Regions from separate parts of the Arachis hypogaea genome. Here region 1 is linked to region 2. Evidence: chromatin contacts called from public Hi-C data. All regions are on one chromosome and are shown on one strand. The core of a region is the stretch at or near the end of the contact, and the rest is flanking DNA. Distances in the headings are between cores, read along the strand shown. Region 1 holds the start of LOC112779934 (probable protein phosphatase 2C 1). Region 2 holds the start of LOC112776494 (putative F-box protein At1g32420).

What was found. Hi-C and Micro-C count contacts between places; a contact is called where the count stands out from the background.
Region 1: a contact with region 2 is called in a Hi-C map of leaf, with 3 times the contacts expected there. The contact joins the promoter of LOC112779934 here to the promoter of LOC112776494 in region 2. A contact is called at or near these places in 2 of 8 Hi-C or Micro-C datasets (both in leaf).

What each region holds. Positions count from the first base shown.
Region 1 is chr19:139,490,703-139,496,897 of arahy.Tifrunner.gnm2.J5K5, forward strand. LOC112779934 (probable protein phosphatase 2C 1) reads left to right here and starts at 3,418. Exons shown (of 4, transcript XM_025824283.3): 1 at 3,418-5,921; 2 at 6,008-6,125. The coding sequence starts at 6,053.
Region 2 is chr19:139,178,755-139,184,691 of arahy.Tifrunner.gnm2.J5K5, forward strand. LOC112776494 (putative F-box protein At1g32420) reads right to left here and starts at 1,824. Exons shown (of 2, transcript XM_025820681.2): 1 at 1,080-1,824; 2 at 1-654. The coding sequence starts at 1,600. LOC112776205 reads right to left here. Exons shown (of 5, transcript XM_025820260.2): 1 at 5,692-5,937; 2 at 4,687-4,850; 3 at 3,294-4,359; 4 at 2,649-2,815; 5 at 2,220-2,543. The coding sequence starts at 4,820. The coding sequence ends at 2,435.

The DNA of each region.
Region 1 (6,195 bases), core at 2,168-4,667, 310 kb after region 2:
AGGGTCATCTCCCGCTCGGTTAAATGGGACACAGTCTCATCGGAAGCCTTCAATTTCTCCTCGGTAGACTCTGTTTTCTCCTCAGCAGCCTTGAGCTTTTTCCCCACCTCGGACAGCTGCCCCTGAAGCAGCTCGACTTGCACCTTGAAGTCATTGTTCGCCTTACCAGAAGATTCAAGCTTTCTTCGAAGAGCCTGCATTTCCGACAACTTGAACTCGGCCTTCTGAGCTATCACGGCCCCACGGAGCAGCGTCCGATACATCCACCTCGCCTACCCCGCCAGGTCGATGCCAAGGAAATGTTCCTCCATGCCAGGGATCAGGTGGGAGTCGATGAAAGTCCCAGCATCAAAATTTTTCTCCATCACGATAAAGGTTCCTTCCGGGCTGGCAGATGCCCTCCGCCTCTTAGGAGTATGAATAAGTTCCACATCATCGTCATCTTGGCGGGTAGAGGACGAGTGTCCGGCAATGGCCGCCTCTTCGGGAGTGGGGGAAACCTGCACCCCGGCCGAATTCATTGCGGTATCTTGGGGAGAGGGCACGGCCTGATCCTTCTTCTCCTCGACAGGATCTTCAGACTTCCCGTCGACCTTCTCGTCCGTCTTCTCCTCGTCACTATCCTCTAAAAAGGTCTTAACCAAACCCTCGAGCCCTGTCACTGAAGCAGACATCTCTACTACAACAAAGAAACAAATGCGTCATTCGTGAAGTCGGAAAAAGCAAATTAAATGATAAGCAACACAAGAACACAAAGGCAAAATAGCTCACAAATATAATTCCGGGCGACCTCCCGGTCACCCATAAGGAGGTGTGGGTTCACGTGGTTTTTTTCCGAAAACCGCGAACAGCACGTCGGCAATCCTCTTATTTTCAGGGGACATCACCTTGTAGGTCACCTTGATGAAAGTATTAGACCCCGCCCCGAAGCTCCAATACGTCGGGATGAGGCGTTCACCCTCTAGCGACAACCAAAAAGGATGACGACCTTTGACGGGACGAACCTTGAAATACTTGTCTTTGAACCCATGGTAGGAGTCCTCGAACAAGCCAAATATCCTCCGACCTTGGGCAGATCAGAAAGACAGGAACCCTTTCTTCGCTTTCCCCTCCTTGGAAGGGTTAGTGAGATTGAAGAAGAAAAGAAAGACATTCACCGATACCGGCAGCTCGAGATATTCACAACCCATCTCGAAACAATGGATAGAGGCCCAGCTGTTCGGATGAAGCTGCGATGGCGAGACGGATATCCGATTAAGAAGCGCCATCTGGAAGTCGAAAAACGGCATGCGAACGCCCACCTGGGTGAACATGGCTTTGTAAAACCAAATCCAGTCGGCAACCCAGGGGGAGTGAAAATTGATCTCGTACAGCCGCTCATGGGGGGCAGGAACGAAGACGTCATAGTTGGCCTTCTCGTCTGTCCCTCTGCAGAGATACTCGGCTTGTCGGAATTCGGTCAACTCCCCTCGTCCATCTGGTTCAGGGAGTCCTTCAAATCGGAAACAACCCAAGCATAGGGGTCGTAACCCGCAGCAGAGGTGGAAGCCCGTGAAACGACGCGAGGCATACCTACAGCGGGGGTACCACTCCGTTAGTCTATGAGGTCGGGAATCCGGGAAAAACCCAGGAACTACGTCCATTCTATTCAACAGTTAAGATCAAGCATGGCTACATATATCTATCATGCAAGCTACCTAAAAGCCTACCCTGGAATGGTACCCTTCCCCTAATGCATCTATCTGGCACTAGAACACCATCTACCAACAAAATCAAAGACCAACAACAGCAAAAATGCAGAACAAACACAAGCAACAAACATACAGCAGTAAAGCACAGGAAGGCAAAAATCGAGAGTTACCTGAATTGATTGCAGGAGCTTAGGAGGGAAAGGAGAGGCACAGGAAGGCTCGAACGAAGTCTTGGATATCAGGGAGTGAAGAAGATGAGAGTAGCAAGAATGGGAGAGAGAGAGAAGGAAGAAACTATTTAAAAACCGCTACACAAAGCGCGAAAGGGCCAGGGGCAAAATGGTCTTTGCGCGCAGGGTTTTGCAACTCATTATGAGCATTTAATGCTCAGCGCAAAGAACGAAGCGACGAACGGTCGTCTCAATAACCAAGAGACACGCGCGTAGGGGGCACGTCCTTCCCACGGGTGGCCGACCTGACGACAACGCACGGAACGAGAAATAACACGCCACTAATAGCTTTCACGACTATTACTGGCGCGTGGGGGCACTGTTGCGGCCTGGCCCAAACCCTCTACGGGTTGGCCCGACCCGGGCACCACCCGACCCAAACGGTCAGGGGCAGGGCGCCTTGCAGCCGATTCGGATACGCGTCCCTGACAGCTCACCTACAGCTGTGAGGAGAACGCCTCGAAGAAAGTGGGCCTGTCCTTGCAGGGCCCACCTCTGACACGGTATATAAGGGGAAGGTTTTACCCTTCCCCCAAGGTACGACACGCACATTCTACCCCCCTTTTTCGCCTGCATATTTACTTACTAGAGCGTCGGAGTGTCTTTGCAGGTGACACCCCCTTTCCACGCGAAGTGCTCGGGACCTCGACTACGTCTAACCGGCAACCCACGACCAGACGAGGCCCCATCACCAACCAGGATACCAACCCGAACCATCCGGTACCCGACTTACCGAACAGATTTATATGTAAATACCTAAAAATCGAGTTTGTCCTATTCGATTTATATAGATCTGTTTAGGACATGTATAAAACCAATTTCTATTTAAGACATCTGTGCAATTTTAGTCTCTAATTAATTTATTAATATAAATTATCCTTATTTTTAAATCCAATATATATATATATTTTTTTAGTTTTATTTTCTCATAAATTCACTATTCTTTTAAACTTTTAATGATTCATTAATTACTTTGTATTTACTGAAATCTTCAATTTTTTTATAAAAAATAAATGATCAAAATCATTAAATTACAAAATACTAACAAAAATTATTTATCTTTTTTAATTTCTGAATATAATTTTACTTTACTTACGATTGCATATTTAATACAAAAAAAAATAAAGCATATCAGATAATAATATTTTAATTCCTGAATATAATTTAATTCTTTATTAACATGAAAAAATTAAAATATAAAAGTAAATAATATCATTATTAGCATAAATAATAATAATGCAATAATTAAAATTAAATATATCAAGATTTGATTATTATTATTGTCACAAATTAAATACTCAACAAAAAATATAAAAATATAATTTTTTTATTAACGTGAACTGATTAATATTAAACACAAAAAATAGAATTTTTTTTTCATTATCAACATAAAAAATCTAAACATTTTTTTTACCAAAAATAAAAAGATTCCAATCTGCAGCCTTAAAAAAAAAGAGGAAGACTCGTATAAAGATTGGCAAAACAACTTTTTTTTAAGTTACTGATGTGTCACTCTCTCTCATTTTTCGTATCTCATTACGCTTGCCCAAGTTTTCTCCTTCTATCAGCATTGGTCTCTCTCACTGTCTCCGACAAGCTCATCGTCGGTCTCTTCCTGTCTCCGATCTCGCGTGCCTTCCTTGCCCTCTTCGTCACTGGCGGCAGTGGCAGCAGCTCCCTGACCTAGACGTCGTCGCCGCTCCATGTCTTGTCACTGCCTCGCAGTCAGTCTCGCGCCGTCATTGCGTTCGTCGACGTCGAGACAGAAGCAGCAGGTCCCCGACTTCCTCCTCGCCTTCAGCAACTCCTCGACTTCCTTTGCACAACCTACTCCCAACGTCTCTTTTGTATTTGGTTGTTGTGTTTGATTTTTTTTGTCAAAAATAATCACATTGAGTGAAGATCACCAATATGGGCACATGGGTATTCATAAAAAGATGAACTGTATGAATGATTGAAGCCAAAATTGGGATTTTTACTATTTTATTAATAATTGTATAATTGGGATCAAACAGAATTAAATGGGTTATGCAAAAAACTGGTAACTAAAATTAAAATGGATTTTGAAATAAGTAGTGATGAAAGGGACAGTAATATAAAAAAAATATAATGGCAGAGGTAAAATTGAAACGGAAAAGGAAATGAAGTAAAATTCAATTGAGAAAAGTAATACCAAAAAAACAATATTACATAGCTAGAGTTCCTGTCCGAATTTAAAGTGCTAGAAAGATGCCAATCATATACAGAACTCAAAGAAGAAGAAGAACAAGAAGAATTTGGAGGTGTAGTAGCACTAGTAGTGTTCCAATCACTAACACTCTTGTTCTCCTCTTCATCATTTTCATTATTATTATCACCATAGTTTACAAGCATACCACCCTCAAACATGTAACTAAGTTTCATAATTTCATCATCTAACCATTCATATGCTCCCAACTCCTCATCATTAAAAGCTTCATCATGATCAGCATTATTCTTTTGAATGCTTGGTTGCTGAAGCATTATCACCTCTTTTGTGTCCCTTAACTCTAAGTTCTTATTAGGTGCAGTAGATCGAGTAGGTGCTCTTCTCTTGGAAGCTTTTAATGCAGCAATGTCAATGGTGGGAGGGAAGGAGGAATAATCATTCAAAGATTTCATGAAGCAATAAATTTTCCTCCTGAGATTGAGAGTTCCAATAGTTCTTTATCTCATTGTCTGTTCTTCCTGGTAAATGCCCTGCTATCACTGACCACCTACAATTATTACATACCAAACAAAACATCATCAAAATAGAATTAACTATTTCCCACTCAGATACAAGAAACTACTTTGGTAAATTATGATTTACTCATCGTTTGAGCATTTTAGGCAATTTAATACCTTCTGATATAGGTGCAGTAACAGATTGTTAAACTGATTTATTTTCTTTTTTACTTTCCAATTGTCATGACAGGTTTATTGTCTTAGTTGGCTATGAATATTTCAATAACAGATTAAATATGCAAATATTTCTTGTGTTTTACATCAAGCCTCATTAGTTTTGATAATAAAATTTGAATATTCTCAATCCAAATCCATATCATGGCTTGTAATTAAAAGCCAGACATAATGGATAATTCGATCTGGATATAGTGATTAGCACTTGCTGGATGATACAGCATTATGTGGTTTATTTATATATGAGGTGTGACTCTATCAATGCTTATGCTAATTTATTTAAGGATATTTCTTCTTGTATTTTGTTTCTCATTTCTACATTTTATAAATTGGTGTCCTTTCTTGTCTGTGTATATTTTAGGCCAAAATTGTTTGCTTTTTGTCTAAAAAAGATTGGTTTTTGTTCCTTATATTCTTCCTCCTCCTTGCTATGGAATGAGAAAACTTGGAACTATCACAAGTGTGTTGCCTTGCTCTTTATTTTGATATTCTATTCTATGAAGATTTATGTTCTGTTCTGTGAAAGAAAATGCATAGAAATTTAGCTGTTAACCCTTTTGAAAATTGAAGCCTCTTGTGTTCTCTGCTTTTTCTACTTAAGTTTAGTTTTCCAATGCATAGTTTATGGATTAAATTAATGTCAGGAGCCTCAGAGTTTGATGTTGTCAATGTGATTCTTGAGGAGGGACCAATCATCCTACATATTTTTAGTATATTCTATCACTTGGTTTCACATGTTAGTATTTTAAGATTCATATAGACTGATTATTTTAGTCTTATCTGTTTTTGTTCTTTTCATGCAACAATCGCTTGATTCTTTGTTTAGACTATATGCCAAGACTATTCTTTGTTTAAACTCATGGTCACCTTGCTGCACGCAAAGTTAGGGATTCCCTGCCTATCAAACTTCTTTCTTTTTTGCATTCCGGTGAATCGAGGCGAAACGGATCAGGATAAACTAAATTCCATGTGGAGACAAGCTTTCATGAAGGCATATAAGGCCATGGACAAAGAGCTGAGGTCTCATCTGAATCTGGATTGTTTCTGTAGTGGGAGCACGGCTGTAACCATAGTGAAGCAGGTAGCAGCTCAATGAGTAGTGCATTCAATTGCTGCATATACTTCATTGCTTCTTTCACTGACAGTTCTATGTTGTTCACTTTCCAGGGATCAAATCTGTTCATGAGCAACATAGGGGATTCCTGAGCAATCATGGGATCCAAAGACAGTAATGACTCCATGGTGGCAATTCAGTTGATAATTGATTTGAAACCTGATTTGCCAAGTTAGTTTTGTCATCATTGTTCATCCTTTCTCAGTCTATGTTTTTGCTTTGAGATAGCTTATCTGAATTT
Region 2 (5,937 bases), core at 574-3,073:
CTTACATTGTTCAGCAAAACCAAGCTCTCTGCATAATAACCAGAATATAGATACCATGTGTATCCCTCCCCTCCAATTCCGAGCTCTGTAAATCTTTTCCTCTCGATATCCAGCGAGTACAGGTTTCCCTTTCCTGTCTCATCCATAAGCAGCAACACCTCTCCACTCTTCCTGATGCACAATGCCACTGGTGGACTAGTCACATTAGCCACCGATATCCCCCACGCTGGCACCTCCAAACTAAACCCCCTCAACGTGAAACTAAAGACCTTGTTCCAAGACTCCACAACACCATACTCCTTCATCACCCAAATCTCACAACAGGAGGGAAATCCCCCACCAACGGAGAACACACTAAGCTCCTCCCTACCCCCAATTACTGTGACACTGTCCTCGGGCGCATAAGCCAAGCTCTCCGGAAGCAACACCTCACCAAACACCTCATGAACAAAGTCAAACGACAGCACAAAATGGTACCATCCGTAATCACCCTCCCGGCGTTGTGCACCCCAATGCACAATCTTGTTGACAAAGCCATGCGGAGCATCCTTACCCACACAAGCTAAACTACAAACAGGAGTAGAACCACTCAAAGTTCTCCAAAACCCAGTTGCAAGAGAGTAAACCTCAACAGTGGGTGCACTGAAACCATACCTTCATCAAAGCAAGGATAACAGCATTTGAATATCTTTGATGCATAATGTTTCATCAACAAATGATATCTATCGATGGAAAACGTAAATTATGACACTAAGGATTAGTATCTAATAAGTTGAGTTTAATTTTAATGTATTGAACACTGTAAAATATTTTGTATTCTTTTGGGCATTTAAGGTGAAATAATGTTAGGTAATTGGATGCACGTGTAAACCGCTCTACAATAACAGCAAAATTAAATTCCTAATGAGTTATCCTTTTAACTACCATACAATAAAATTAGGGATTAATTTCTACCCACTTGTATTTTATTTTGATAATCAAAATATAATTTAAATATAATTCAAAAAATAATCATAGTACGAAGTAAACTAGTATCCATAGAGAGATTAAAAGTTAAAAAGTTGTTTTTGATTCGACACCTTTCATCATCGACCATGCAAGAGAGCCTGACAACCTTGTAATCTTGATGGAGAGGATCAAAGGCGAAGGCAACAGTGGCAGTGTAGAGAGAACGGTAGTGGCGGGGTCGGGGGAGGCTGACGTAGCGGCGGAGAGAAGGGTTGCAGATGACAAGGGAGTGGCAGTGGTGGCCGGCGGTGATGCAGACAAGGCCATGGCAGAGTCCGACGACAGAGAATTCGCGGTAGAGGGCGGTAGGAGGGAGGAGGAGGGTGGAGCCGGAGTCGGAGAGGAAGGGATCGTCGTGGCGGAGGGAGTAGCGGACGGCGCAGGGAGAGGGGCTGGGGTGGGAGCGCTCATTGCAGAGCTGGAGGAGGAGGAGGGGAGGGGAGTGGCGGAGGTGAAGGGAGATGAAGGAAGGTGTTAAGATGAGATCCCGCCATGATTTAGAGACGGCGGTGCATCTGATTAGGGATTTGGGCGGCAGCCGGCGGAGGATGTTGGCTACTATTTCTTCCGGGATGTGCTCCGCCTCCGTCATATCGGAATCGGAAGATTATTATTTTCCACTTTTTTTAATTTCAGTTCTCCAGCTTATCACTTTCTCTTCCAATCTCTCTAGTCTCTACTCTCTTCGTAAGAAACGTAAATTAGTCTCTCACGTATTTCCTATCTCAACTTCGTTAGTAGACGCATGTAATTCAAAATGAAATATTAAAATGGCAACAACTTTATTTTAGAAAATTGTCCAAAATTGTTAAAATTAAAATTACACCAAGGAACTAATTGTTAATATAGTCTTTACTATATTCAAATAAAAATATCTTCGTGCGAATAATTATTTATTAGTGAGTACAAATCACAACAAATCGTGAGAGGTATATATTTTCACATGAAATAATAATATTCTAGTTTAAGTTTGACCAACTCAAAAGTAATATTTTACATGTTATTTTTTTATTAATTTAGGATCATATTTTATTATGAAATATAAAAATATTATTTTGTAGTAACAACCACCTTGTAAGAAAATATTATTTTTTGCTTATAAGAGAAGTGATTAACTTGTCTATAATATCAAGAAAATATAGACAAGAAAACTTGAAAGTACCGGAGAAATAATAAACTTGTCTACAACTCACCTTTGTTATAACTGCTAATTTCAACCATGAAACATCGTGGTGCATTTGATTGGTTAAGTTGAAAAGGAGTAAATTGAAAAGGAGATTAACTTCGTCAAGAGGACATGTCATTTCATTCGTGCGGATTCTACCAAACAAAACATCACTCTCTAACAGCTACAAAACATCACTCTCCAAAATTACCAAAGCTCAAGAAACAATGAAAAAGAAAAGACAAACTGGTGGTAAAATCTTCATTCCGACCAAAGTTTCACAAAAGCATCAACAATAGCTTTAAAGATGGCTACAAGAGGGTTGGTTTCTTGCTTTGCAGAATTCTTAGGTGTTCCGTCCCATGATTCTCTGCAGTTAAAACAAGGAAGACTTAGCTGTTGCATGAAACCCAAATTAATTAAAAGGTATCTGCAATCTGCAAACAATTTAGATGAAATCATCAAATTTACTTACAGGTTGATCCTATCTAAAGTAGTGTTGCTTCTTCCCTGGGAATTGCCAGCAATTTCCCCATCAACTTTGAGTTTGTTAACTTTCTGCAAACCTTCCTCTGATAGTTGAGATTTCTCATAACAAGTACCAGTCATGCTTTTGGCTTGGGTATCATCTTGAATGCTTGCCTGTTAAAAGATACTTTTAGCTGTTACTGGCTACAAGATAATTTCTTCTCTCATAACTAAAAAATGTAGTTAATAATAACAATTGTTTCATAAATCGTTCCATTTATAAGATCCAAGTAGCTTAATCTTTACAAATAGAATATGCAAACCTGTTATTGCATTAGTTAAGGCTGAAGAAAAAATATTCCTAGTTAGATAACTGAAGAATTTCGATTCTGATTCATGGTCTGATTTTACTGTGGCCTACAACTTTGTAAGGGATAAATTATCCCATATCAACAATTCAATCCATTGTGAAGTTACTCTTTTTGTGTGGATTACTTTTTCCATTGTTAGAAAAACCGTGATCTCAGACCTGAAAATAACTAGTATGTTACGAGTATATGTCAAATTTTGAGAGAGGATATTGCACCTCGACTCTTTTCCACAAATATGTCCTGTCAAACTTAATGTACAAAATATCAATGGATAAACTTACCTTAGCTCCATCCACCAGCTGGTTTTGGTTAATGGCTTCAGAGGTAGTATTATGGTGCGATACTTGAACTTGAGGTTCAGTGCAAACTTCTGATTCACGACTAAATGTTTCTTGGTGGGTTGACTGCTCTGTGCTTTCCACCAATGTCCCTCCTAAACTTTTCACTTCATCTTGAACAGTGTTGTTTAATAAATGATTTTTAACACCATCCTCAATTTTTTCATCCACTAAACTAGTAGTCTTTGGGGTCTCTATACCATTTAATTCAGACCCCTCCTGGTGTCCTTCCAATTCCAACACTTCTATATTATTCTCTGGTGAATTACTCGAGTCTCTCAACTCTCCAAGAACTTCTATTCCATCATTAGTACTAGCAACAGGCTTTATTGGAAATGTCTCTACTGTCAAGTCTTCTGTCACAGGGTTTACTTTTACCAGCACCTCAGGAATCGAAGATTCACTGAATCCCTTCTTTGTCATATCCACCTGGCTACCATTTATAACTTTCTCCTTGTCAACAATCTGATGCTCAGCTCCATCATAAGGCTCGCCAGAAACAACAGTAGATTCACCAACTCCATTGTCAGCCTCATCTACCTGACTACCTTCTGTAATATGGTTTTTATCAACCACTTGATGCTCAAATCCACCATGAGAACCATCAGATACAACAGTAGATTCAATGGTTTCCTTGTTTATGATGTCTACCTGGCTAACATTAATGACTTGCCCATTGTCAACCTCCCGATGCTCAGCTCTAGTATGATACTCATCAGAAGCACAAAGCTTCTTGTCAGTTGTATCTATAATGTTGCTTTCTTCAAGATGAACTTTACTTGAAGATGCAGCCAAAACAGATTGAGGATCTGTGGCAATTGAACCCAATGGATTGAGTTCATAAAAATGATCTGAAGTTAGCTCCTGTAAAGCGAACTTAGCAGGACCTAACACTCTATTTTCTTGAATTATATCCCGGACTATCTCTCGTACTGTGTAAAAGGAGCCGCCAACTTCTTTGTGGGTAAGATTAAGAGATGGAAAGTTCCCATTGTTCGACTCTTGGTACCTGGAATGAAGTAACTAGATTATAAACAAAGGAAAAGAAAAAGGGTTTCTACCATATGACTTGAATTATAACAGCTGAAAAGAAAAAATTCGCATGTCCTATAGAGTTGAAGTGTTCAGCCTTTAGGCACAAACTACATTGATGCAATATTCTATTGGCAATTACATAATATCTCTAAAGTAGCAACAGCGAACAATAACAAAAGAATTAGTTAAGAAATTACATTCTCTTAAATTGGCTATACATAAGTCTTGATATCATATAACACTATTAATTCCATCTCAGAATAGTGAAATCATCAACCAAGAGAAACAAGTACACAATTACTTTTTAATGAAGGTGTCAACCATTGCCTTTCTTTCCTCCTTTGAACGTCGAATCCGAGACTTCCTCCCATCGGATTCGTTACGCTTTGCAAGGGCAAATGTTTGCCCCACCCAACCAACCTTTACCGAATGCATCACGTTTAGCACAAACTCTACAATACAAACCTACACATATAGTAGTCCAACCAGAAATAAAAAAGTTACAATGCATATAACATAAACATCACATCATATGCTAATTAAATTCAATTTGCTTAGCAATATCATTGTCACTAGCGATTTCAAACTCAGTTGCATAACATTCTCCAAGAATAACTCAACGTTATTACAAACGCTGAAGAAACCGAGCTCAGATTGAGAAAATTGTCAGGAAAGATGAGAAGAAAAAGCTTAGGAAATGAGAGAGAGAAGTGTCTCCGTATAGATGCAAAAACAGGATTGGTGAATCTGATCTACTCTACGGTTAAGTCCTTATATTCATAGCACTACCTAACAGTAACTTAATGCAGCTAACTAATCATAAAGAATCATGCTGACTCAGCATAATAAACTCCTAACCAATATAGTTATACAATCAGTTCCAACTTTATGTAATTGACTAACAAAATTACGTAACAATCTAACACGAACGGTGAATCGACACTACACATGTAAAATTAATAAATTATAAATATTTGCACCAATTGTACACCAATTGTACCGAAACGGTTACTCCAATCGCTATGCATCATATTCGTAGTATGGTAAACCAAACAGTATATCAGTAATTACAGAGGAAGCGGAAGAACAAATCATAGAACTACTCGCAAGTCTGTAGCAAATTCAGCCGGAAATCGACGGTAACATAGCAGAGATTATTAAAGTAAAAGCGACTGAAATAAGAGACACAATTAGGTAGAGGATAATTTCACTAATTCAGCTCAAATTGAGGAAAACAAACAGTTTCGAGAGAGAGAGAGAGAGAGAGAGAGAGAGAGAGAGAGAGAGAGAAAGAGAGAGAGCTTGCCAGGAAGATGAGGAAGGTGATGGTGTCGGGAGGGAGTGTGTAAGAAAGAAAGAAAGAAAGAAAAAGAAAGAAAAAGAAAGAAAGAAAGAGAGGTTGTTAACTGTGAAGGGAAGAAAGCTAAAACCCTGAAAATTTCATTTTGGGTTTGGGGAAAAGGGGTCGCATTCAACGGTGGTGCGAGCCGTATCAGATTGTTGTCCTCTACTCTCACTAGTCATTACTCATTACGACAGTGATTGGTCCAAT